2 separate regions of the Gossypium hirsutum genome follow, and region 1 is linked to region 2. Evidence: chromatin contacts called from public Hi-C data. All regions are on one chromosome and are shown on one strand. Each heading gives the region's core, a stretch centred on a gene start, on an enhancer-like site or on the middle of the called end of the contact. The rest is flanking DNA. Distances are from core to core; before and after follow the strand shown. Region 1 overlaps LOC107916244. Region 2 has its middle 8.1 kb from the start of LOC121222459.

What was found. A called contact is a pair of places that touch in the nucleus more often than the background predicts.
Region 1: a contact with region 2 is called in a Hi-C map of leaf, with 2.9 times the contacts expected there. The contact joins two enhancer-like sites. A contact is called at or near these places in 4 of 34 Hi-C or Micro-C datasets (all in leaf).

The regions. Positions count from the first base shown.
Region 1 is chrD10:53,819,024-53,824,254 of Gossypium_hirsutum_v2.1, forward strand. It overlaps LOC107916244, which reads right to left. Exons shown (of 65, transcript XM_016845404.2): 60 at 4,614-4,835; 61 at 3,809-4,165; 62 at 3,421-3,579; 63 at 3,025-3,309; 64 at 2,757-2,799; 65 at 2,433-2,754. The coding sequence ends at 2,657. Among protein-coding and RNA genes, the nearest start is that of LOC107916243, 28 kb to the left of the region's middle. Within about 2 kb of position 1,453, at least 6 of the 9 cell types and tissues checked have an H3K27ac peak or open chromatin away from gene starts, as enhancers often do. A contact at or near this core is called in leaf, where this site is marked.
Region 2 is chrD10:53,563,813-53,568,664 of Gossypium_hirsutum_v2.1, forward strand. No RefSeq gene overlaps it. Among protein-coding and RNA genes, the nearest start is that of LOC121222459, 8.1 kb to the left of the region's middle. Within about 2 kb of position 1,784, at least 1 of the 9 cell types and tissues checked has an H3K27ac peak or open chromatin away from gene starts, as enhancers often do. A contact at or near this core is called in leaf, where this site is marked.

The sequences.
Region 1 (5,231 bases), core at 203-2,702, 250 kb after region 2:
AACACAATAAAACCTTTCTATTGATATTCATTGAGAATAACAATAGCTCTCAAAGGTTAGAAACTAAAAAATAATCTCTCTCAAAATTAGAATTTTATTAGAAGAATAGATCTCATTGAATTTTGACAGAGTGTTGATGCTTAGAATGATCTATGTTCAACCTAACCTATGGTCTCTATTTATAGAGAAAATCACAAGAGTCTTACTTAAATAAGGATAAACAAAATAATAATGTTTTGATAGAAAATACCACAATTTCTTACTAAGAATGGGGAGGGGCGTTCTGGGAACTAAGGTTGTTGCCCATCATGCTACAAGATGGGTCATTGGGTCGGTCTTGTATATTAGGTACAATTATATGTATTATATGGTCTTTTAACTAACTCATATAATTAACCAACTCAATAAACAAATTACTATTTTCCAAGCATCATTTGTTTAATGGAAATAAATTGAATTAATTTTCCTAATTAAATTATTTTCATGACAATTTTATTGTACTAAATCTATGAGTAAATATATTTAATTGTCTTATTCAACAATCTATAATGACTAATTAATTTAATTTTTATTTTGAATTTCAACTATTTAATTATAATAAATTAAATAATGATTTGAAGGAATTAATTTAATCTCGTGCAAGAAGACATATTCATTGAAAATAGTGATACATGCGATCTATTTCTCTAATTCATCTCATCAATTCAAATGCAAACCGTCAAGGTTGTACTGCGTTAGTAGAGAGACCAATTGGACTTATATAATTAGCTCAATTAATTGTTTTACGGTTTTAGTGTTTTAGGTATTTTTGTTGTTATTTAGTAAGTTTTTGAGGTGTATATGTTTAGTTTTATTTTAAGGGAAGGGATCCTTACAGTAGTATACAACTAAAGTAGTTTTACTCATCCTGTAACTTTTTATACGATTCATATTTTAGCAATTCAACTATCATGTTTTATGTTCCAATCATTTAAATCATGCACATTAAGTTTGGCGTAAATTAGAAAACTCTAACAATTCATTTTATGCAAAAAACTTTCAATCGTTCAACATATATTTATATAGATGATATTTTCGTTCGACATGATAGAGATACCGAATCGATTTAAAAATTTACATGCATAACAAATACAATTATATTGATAAATTCAAAAGTTGAATTGTTAAAGTATCAATTGTACAAAAAAATTATAGAAGTGTATAAAATTAAATAATTTTACGCCAGTATAAATGACCTCCCTTATTTTAATACTTTTAGTAGCCTACTTTTTCTGTTTAAATGTTCTGCTTGTAGGTAAAACCCGTAGAAGATTGAGTGAGCAATCAAGCGAAACAAGTTGGTAGAAATGGCTCAAGCCATGGCGTTGGGACGCTATAATCAACGTTGGGACACCAAGCTACCGGGAGGAATTTGATGCACCATGCGCGAGAGCATAGGGTCGAGACGCAAACCTCCTAGCCGAAGCACCACTTGCCACTTGTGCCTATCATCAGGAAGCCATGTGCCACCACGAGCACCCCTCGGCATCTTGTGATTTTAGACTTTCTAGTGGCACTTGATCTTTTCACCAAGTCTGAGATTCCCACCTGCAAATAGCCATGTATTTAACTGAATTTGTACCAGATTTTAGAATGAGATTTTACGAAGAAATTAGATTTCATTTTAAATTTTTAGGCTATCTTTGGATTTAAAATTATCATCAGTGCGGTATGTATTGAAAAAATTATTGCCCAAACGTTTAAAACAAGCTATTTGATTGATAAGCTTCAATTCAGTTGAAACTTCACACGGACATCCAATTTTTTAATTGGTATACTCCAACAAAAGATAAATTCAGTTTTTGGGCTGGTATGCTCCAATGAAAGATTTTCCAGGAGAGCTTTTTAAATATTTAATCGTTTTGTAGCTCTATGTCTTTTCAACCATTAAATTTTAATTTAATTCATTTTATTACTTTTGAGCTAATTATTATCTTTTATGTTAAATTATAAAAGAGTATTAAACATCATCTTTATTTTACTGCCATACTAGGTTTGAATCCAAAATAATTTTAATCTCTAGCAAAACTAATTGCACTACCCATCAATAGAGCCCTTGATTTATTTTTGACTTTCGAACTTCTGTTAGTCTCTATTAACCGGATCTCTAGATCTTATAAACACGTAATTCTCTCATTTGTTAGATTAAATTTCTAGTTGATTTTGAGTTTCTCTTTCATTTGTTAGATTAAATTTCTCATTTGAACGAATGGATCATAAAGTGTGATGGAAGATCAATCAAGCTTGGACCTTGGAGACTATGAGCGAAATTATTGGATGAAGATTTGACATGATTGCATGGTGGATCTAATACCAAATTGTGTTTAATTATGCTTAATAATCTAAAGATTTGACTATATAATATTATATAATATATACTAACATATGCTATGTATAAAGAAATATCTATTGAATTTATATTCAAGCAGAACGATCACCTAATATTTGTAATGGGCTTTGCAAATATATACTACTCCACTAACCGTTTTCCTTTAATGCCATTTACAGCTCCAACAATGCAAGCATGCAAAATTTGTAGCACTCAGCCAACGCTGATTCAATGATCCAAGATGGATGCTGAAAATGATGTTAGTGTCTGTTGGCACTCATTCCCAAGTTAGTTGTTGCTGCTGCTGCCAAAAGTTGGTCTCGATGTAGGCACCTGTTGAGGAGACCAGGTGGGACCCCCTTCTTTCAGACTCATTTCAACGGCAGTGCTACTGGTGAATATGGTTTAGTAACATTCTTCTTCAGCAACTCCTGTTTCATTGAAAGAAGCTTTTACTACCAGGAATAAAACTTGAATCTTAATAAGGATGATCCAAGGCCATGCTTAGAGATATTCCAATCTATGTTGCACCCATTTCAAGTTTTCAATATCCAAACCTTAAAAATAGCAAAAGAAGTCCAAATATGATATGGTGCAAAAAACCAAATGGTGTATCTAAACAAAATGAAGGGAAAAAAAATCATCTGGAAACTAACCTTTGAAATGTTTTGTCCATATGTCTTCATTGCTCGTTCTATTGAAGTGTAAACTTCACGAGCCTGATGAGTATCTCGGCTGCATTTTACGACACGAGCTTGTTCTTTTGTATCTGATGGTCTAGTCCTTAGGTAGAGTATGAGCTGTGAAGGTGGCGCTTTGAATTGGTCTTTCTTTCCCTGAGTCAATTCCATTGTTGCCAGATCATTCCATGGTACATCCCACAATACTAAACATGGATCCCTCATCGGATTGAATTTCCTCTGAGTTATGTTAGAGCTTTGCTGAGAAAGACAAAATAGAATATGATCCTTTAGTTTGATCTCCAGCTTCAATAATAAGAAAAAAGGCACCAGTCAACCATAAAGTCTTTCCGACAACGTTAGTTGACCTACTTGCAATAATATTACTCTTTGATGAGTAACTATAATAATTTTTCCCTTTGGTAGCATGAAATGATCTTCATATGCATCTGATAATGCAAATTTCCCGCGTACTTTGAATAGATCAACCTGGCCCAAGAAAGAAGTTGACTGCGCCAATTGCAATATTACCTTCAAAACAGGCCAGCAGGTTAGAAGAGTTGTACTTATAACGTAAGCACGTGATCATCAACAGAATTTTCACATTTAAATACAACACATAAAAGGTAAATACAAAACCATAACAGAAATGGAAGGACAAAATTATATTAGAAAAAGGGTCTTTTCCACTTGCCCTTTTAATTAATGTACTCAGAACCAACTATACCCCTGAGATGAGGGGACACAAAAAATAAAGTACCTGTCCTTGTGCTTTATACTCATCATATGGTCGAAGCAAATTATCACCACTAACCACACGAGGCAGTCTCCTGCGGAGGAGTTGGTCATCTGAAGCTATAGCTGATGCTATCTTCATTCTCATTGCATTTGCACCTTCAGTAGTTTTTGACAAAAGATCTAGAACCCCACTCACAGGCTGTGCAGCTGCGCCAATTATTCCCTTTCCAACACCCTGAACAAAGCCCTCAACACCTGAAGTTTTTGCACCTTCAAGAGGCTTCGTTAATATGCCAGTAACTCCTCTAAAGAGGCCTTTTGCTAGTGCTCCACCCCCTTCTCTAATGACACCACCTAAGTCCTCTACACCCTTGCTCTCCTGCCAGAAAAAAAACAAATGGAAAAGAAAATGTGAATGTTCCGGGACAAGTATTACCCAAGAAGAGGTCCATTGGATGACAATTGACTTTAATAGACAGAAGATTATTAGCAACAGCATGAGTAGAAAAAGAAAAAAGTTGACAGTCAACTAATTGGATGATCATATATTGTCTTAGGGAGAAATCTACAAGGGAAAGTCACCCCATTCAAAATTGACATAGACACATCCCTTTTCCCAGTTATTCAACAGTTATTACACACGTCATACACGTCATCTTTCAAGGTTTAGGGCTATTACACACACCTTTCAAATTAGATCAAGCAACTAAGTAGTAAACAAGGCTCACAATAGCTTTATACAGTTTGCAAATAATTACAGATGTTTAGACAAAAGAGCACAATCTAGAACAATGAATAGTCATCCAAAATTTGGGTTTGTGAAGCACCTGTCTCTGTCGGCTTTGAATGAATTTCTTATCCATTGATAAAGCAGCAACTCCTTTACTCATATGACCAAGAGCACTACTTGCGTTCCCCAATATATCAAGGCCTGAGAGCAATTGAAGTGGTTGACCAAGAAGATCCTTTTTGATGTTTGAAACAGCATTACTAATCATAGTACTCTGCCTCATGCACACATTCTCATGAAATCTTTGATTTATCTTGACCTGTTTATTCAAACGGTTGTTATCACAACATGCATAACTAACCACAAATAGCTCATTAAAATTTAGAAAATCTCGAGATAGGCATAGCTCAAAGAGTTGCCAGTGCTACTTCATCCATAAAATATTACTTAATTAATTGAAACATAGCAGTTAATAGAGTCACAGTTCAGTGTTACGCAACCAAACCCTTGTAATTACCAGAATAAGTTCTATCAACAAATTTACTGCAACTTAGAGATATGCATTTGGAGGCCATGACTCATAAGAGATATTTATACAGCAAATTATTTTCTAGCTTCCATATACTTAAATAAGTGGCTTCTCAGATCCAGCCAGGGAATTGAAGGTCAAACTACTGAGAGATATAGAAATGAGGAAACAAAAGGGGATTGAATG
Region 2 (4,852 bases), core at 534-3,033:
TTCAATTGAAAATATAATAAAACTAATCCTAATTTACAATTTTTTTTAAAAATAAAGTTAAATAGTTAGTTTATTTTTTAAAAAAATTATTTATTTTTAAAACTTAATCATAATAATAATGTTATAAAATAATCAAATAAAAAAATATTTAAAGTAAATAATAGATTAAATCAACAGAGAATTTTCTCGTATATCATTTCACTCATACAAGGGCTCTATTTATAATTCATTGTCATTTAATGCAACACATGTAAATGAAGCTTAAGTGCTTCGTTAACACATACATTAAGCAACTTACATATTTACTTTTATAATAAATGAGGGAGTTTTATCGGATTAAAATATGGACATCCACCTTTAATAATAATAATAATAATAATAATAATAATAATAGCAACTACCATTTGAAAAATCTAACTTTCAAGTAAACAACTACAATTATTTATGTAAATTTTCATTTATTAAAAGTTATTCGTTAAAATTCTCAATATAATTGTATTTGTCATACACAAACAATTTTAAATCAACCTAATATCTTCTATCATATCGATTCAATATTTTATTTTTGTTAATAATATTTAATGACTGAATTTTTTTTACAGCTGAATCTTAATTCAGTTGACATCAATATTGTTGCCAATGCAAGAGGATATAGGTTCGAGCATGTTGAATCACACTTATCTCCTATTAATAGAACATACAATATGGCAATCACAAAGTTAAATATATTCATAATACAAAAGGTTATGGAAGCTTATAAAATTACTTGAATTTTACATAATATTATCCCACCCAAAAAAATAATTATATCTCTATATAAATTTATATAAAAATTTTATCATTATAATATTGAGAGAGTGAGAAATGGATGACAAAGTTTAAGCCCGTATTATTTAAATGCTAGAAGAAAATTTTAACCACTGGACAAATCTTAATAAATAATTTTATATCAAAATCAAAATCAGATATATAAATTTTTGGCATAATGATAAATTTAGCCTTTAAAATTTACATATTTTTTTCAATTTGCCCCTATTATTATTTTTTAGCTAAATTGGACCCTTAACCTTTTAAAAAATCTTAATAAATAATTTTAAATGAAAATCAAATATCTAATACTTAAATTTTTGGCATAATGATAAATTTAGCCTTTAAATTTTACATTTTTTTAGTTTGCCCCTATTATTATTTTTTAGCAAAATTAGACCCTTAATCTTATAAAAATAGTTGAATTTGATCATTAACCTTTTAAAAAATTAAATTGTTGTTGTTTTAACAAAAATATTGGCTAAAATGTTAAACTTTTAAACATGACAATCCATATGTACTTCATACTTTTTTTTTGAATATTTTTATAATTTTAAAAAATTTTATTGATGAGACCAATTGTATTATGTCAGCATGAAATATATGTGAACTGTCACGAGGGTTTTCATGCCAACATCATTAAAAAATTAATGTTCTAGTCAACAATTCCGTTAAAAAATGGTAAATTAACTCTTCTTAAAAGGTTAATTATCAAATCCAACTGAAAAAAGACAAATGATAAATTGATAAAAAGAAAGTGTAAATATTAAAAATTAAATTTAACATTATGCGTATTATTATTTTTAAAAATCAATCCAATTGAAAGAAAGGATTGAAGCAACAATGGGACCTCGATCCAATATTTTTATTCCTTCATCAAATAATGATATTGGGCCTGACTCTTGTGCAGGTAATAGTAACCGGAAAGAAAAAAGCTTAAATAGATTTACTTTGATGGGTCAAGAATGTCTGGATCTGGGCTGCACCCACTATCCTAAATGCAAATGATATCCTTTTACGTCGGCTTGTGGTGTTTTTCTATTCTATTAAACGATGTATGGGATAACAATCCTTTTTCATTTCTTTGATCCTACTATTTTTGGAATACTTTGGCCCAAATTGTTTTTCTTTAAGTTAACAAGTTAATTCAATTATTAAAATTTTAACTAGTTTGTGTGGCAATCTATGTGTACTTGATTGTGGACATGCATAATTATTTTTGTAAATTTTATTGAAAATATTGAAAAATTTTATTAATTATTTTGAAAATTTATAAAGTATATGTGAACTGCCACATGGGCAAACACTTCGTTGTAGTTAAATTTAATAATTTAGTCTATTTCTCCATAAAAAAACAATTTGATTCAAATTTAAAGGTTGATGGTCAAAGTAATACAAAACGAAGAACTACGACTATAGTGACAAAAGAGATGAAGTTAGGAGCTAAATTTGTTATATACCTTTCATTTTTATTTCACAAGCAAGCTAAAAATATATGGGAAAATATTTGTTATACTGCTAGTGGAGTTTTTAGACTCCACGGGTTAAGGGGTTGACAAGTGTTCTATACAAATATAATAAAATATTAAAATATACATTAAAAAAAACACATGGCAATTTTTTGAGACTACTTGTAGAATAAAAAAATACACTACTAGTGTACCAAATACTAACCCAAAATATATTACAATTACCATTTATTTTATTTTTTAAATATAACTTAAGAACCTGTCATTTTGTCAACATGTTTGTACATGTGTATTTAAAAACTTCACCATCAATATGGCTAATAATAAATGTATTTATGGGCCAAGTGAAAAAACTTAGCGATTTCTTAGCTTCAAATCCGCCTAAGTTAGTCTTGCTCTCAAAAATGAGAATTCACAAAGGAAAAGTTAGTCTTGCTCTCGAAAATGAGAATTCACAAAGGAAATTCTCTAAGACACTGAATTAAAGCAAAAGCAACTAGAAAAGACAAAGGGCTTAAATCGAACAGAAAAGCCACAATAAAATGATAGCACACTAAGTGTTCGAGAAAATGCTCTCAAATATATTCTTTAACTTTTAATGAGGTGATTACAATTAAGGGGAATGACCTCTATTTATAGTTGAACTCTTCCAAATCCAACAGTACAAATTGAATTACATCAACGATTGAGATTAGTGTCTATCTACAAGATGGGAGTTGTAAGGGATTAAACTCTATACAATATTATCTCTTAAGATTTAATTAACCATGGTAACTCTAGTTTTACTAGAGTATTTCACTGGGCCACCAAGGCTTCAAGTAGATGAGTTTCTCCATGGATTCCACAAATCAGGCCAATTCAAGTGGGTCAAATGAAGCTCATTTAATCAATTAACCTCTATGGGAAGCTATGTATGCATTTATCACGAGCTTTGATCCGCGAAATGTGACATTCTCCCCTACTCATTCTCGTGATGCCCTCGTCATGTCCTCGGAATGACACCAGTTTGACTCGTCTTAGAATTGCCTCAACACCTCAACTGATTCCCAACTAATCTCTCTGTTGGGTAGTTCGCCTCTCTTGTATATCTCGTTCGCAAATGCCTACCACTCTTGCTTGCCCCGATCTTGACTTGCCTTGATCAAGATCCCCTTAATCCACACATATAGGCTTAGGTACGCCCATATTGAACACTAGGTTATGCTTGAGTATAGCCGCCAACTCCGATTTGTACCCTTCGAGTTACCCACTTCAGAACTTTGAAAGGATCCCTATGTCTTTTCCAAGCCAATAGTAAGTAATAATGTAAAACACTAGGAAAGTGTTTGAGATGTAACTTGCTCATAGAATTTACTCTATCCAACTGCTCAGTTTGCATCACCATTTTCCCTTAGAGTTCGATGCATAACCCATCTCTCTCATAGGTGGAAGCCCTATCTGTAACGACCCAAAATTCGTGGGCACCAGAAAAGTGTGTTATCAGGCCTCCGTCTTAGTAAACTGAGTCATAAATAATTATTAGAAGTAATTATGAGTTTAGTTGAGTACTTAATTAGGTATTAATTAGGTGAATTTATTCTAAGTAAGAATAATTAGGAAAAAAGATTAAATATAGTAAAGGGTAAAAGTTGAAATATAGATTAAAAGAAAAAGTAAAAATGACCAAATTGGAAATTATGCTAATTGGATAAATGAGGCGGCAATTGATGATAAAAATTTAAGATTTTTATTGTTTTATTATATTAAATTATAATGTATAACAATTGTAACACCCCCTAACCCCAAACCGTCGTCGGAACAGGGTTATGAGGCATTATCGGACCTATCAGACAACTTACGAATAATTCATAATTAAAATAACATTTATAGTATAACTTAATCATTAAATTCCTATAATGGACTCTTAAAGCCTAAAACATGTATTAAAAGTAGAACGGAACTTGTTCGAGTATTCCGAAAATTTTTCGTAAATATATATTTTTTAAATTTCGACAGTATTTCTACTTATTTTTACATAAACCCCCTACAAACAAAATCATATCCATTTCGAAACACAACAAATTCAACCAATTCAATATAATATTATTTTAAATTTATCAGTGTACTAATTAATTTGAAACGAATAAACTTCTTTCATTATAATTCTTAGACTTGTACTACTAACATTTTTAACCATTTATATTCAAAACATAATAACCTTTATATACCTCCTATGTACATGCCACATTACCAAAAGAAAATATACATCACCAAAAGTTTGCTGAAGTCGGGTCTGGCTTTGGATGCTGGCTCAGTACTTGATTTCTACAACCTGCGCACGGAAATAACCGTACGCTGAGTATGCATATACTCAGTGGTATCACTATAATTCACTTTATATTTAAATACATTAAATCACATACACATACTTTTACATTACAATTATCATCACTTAATGAACAATTCAATCTTTTATATTATCATTTGATTATATATATATACCATTATTATTTCTTTATTTCAATTCTCACCTTTCACATATGTCATATCATTCAAATTTAGTTTTATCAGTAAATTTATTTCATTTGCCCCTATTA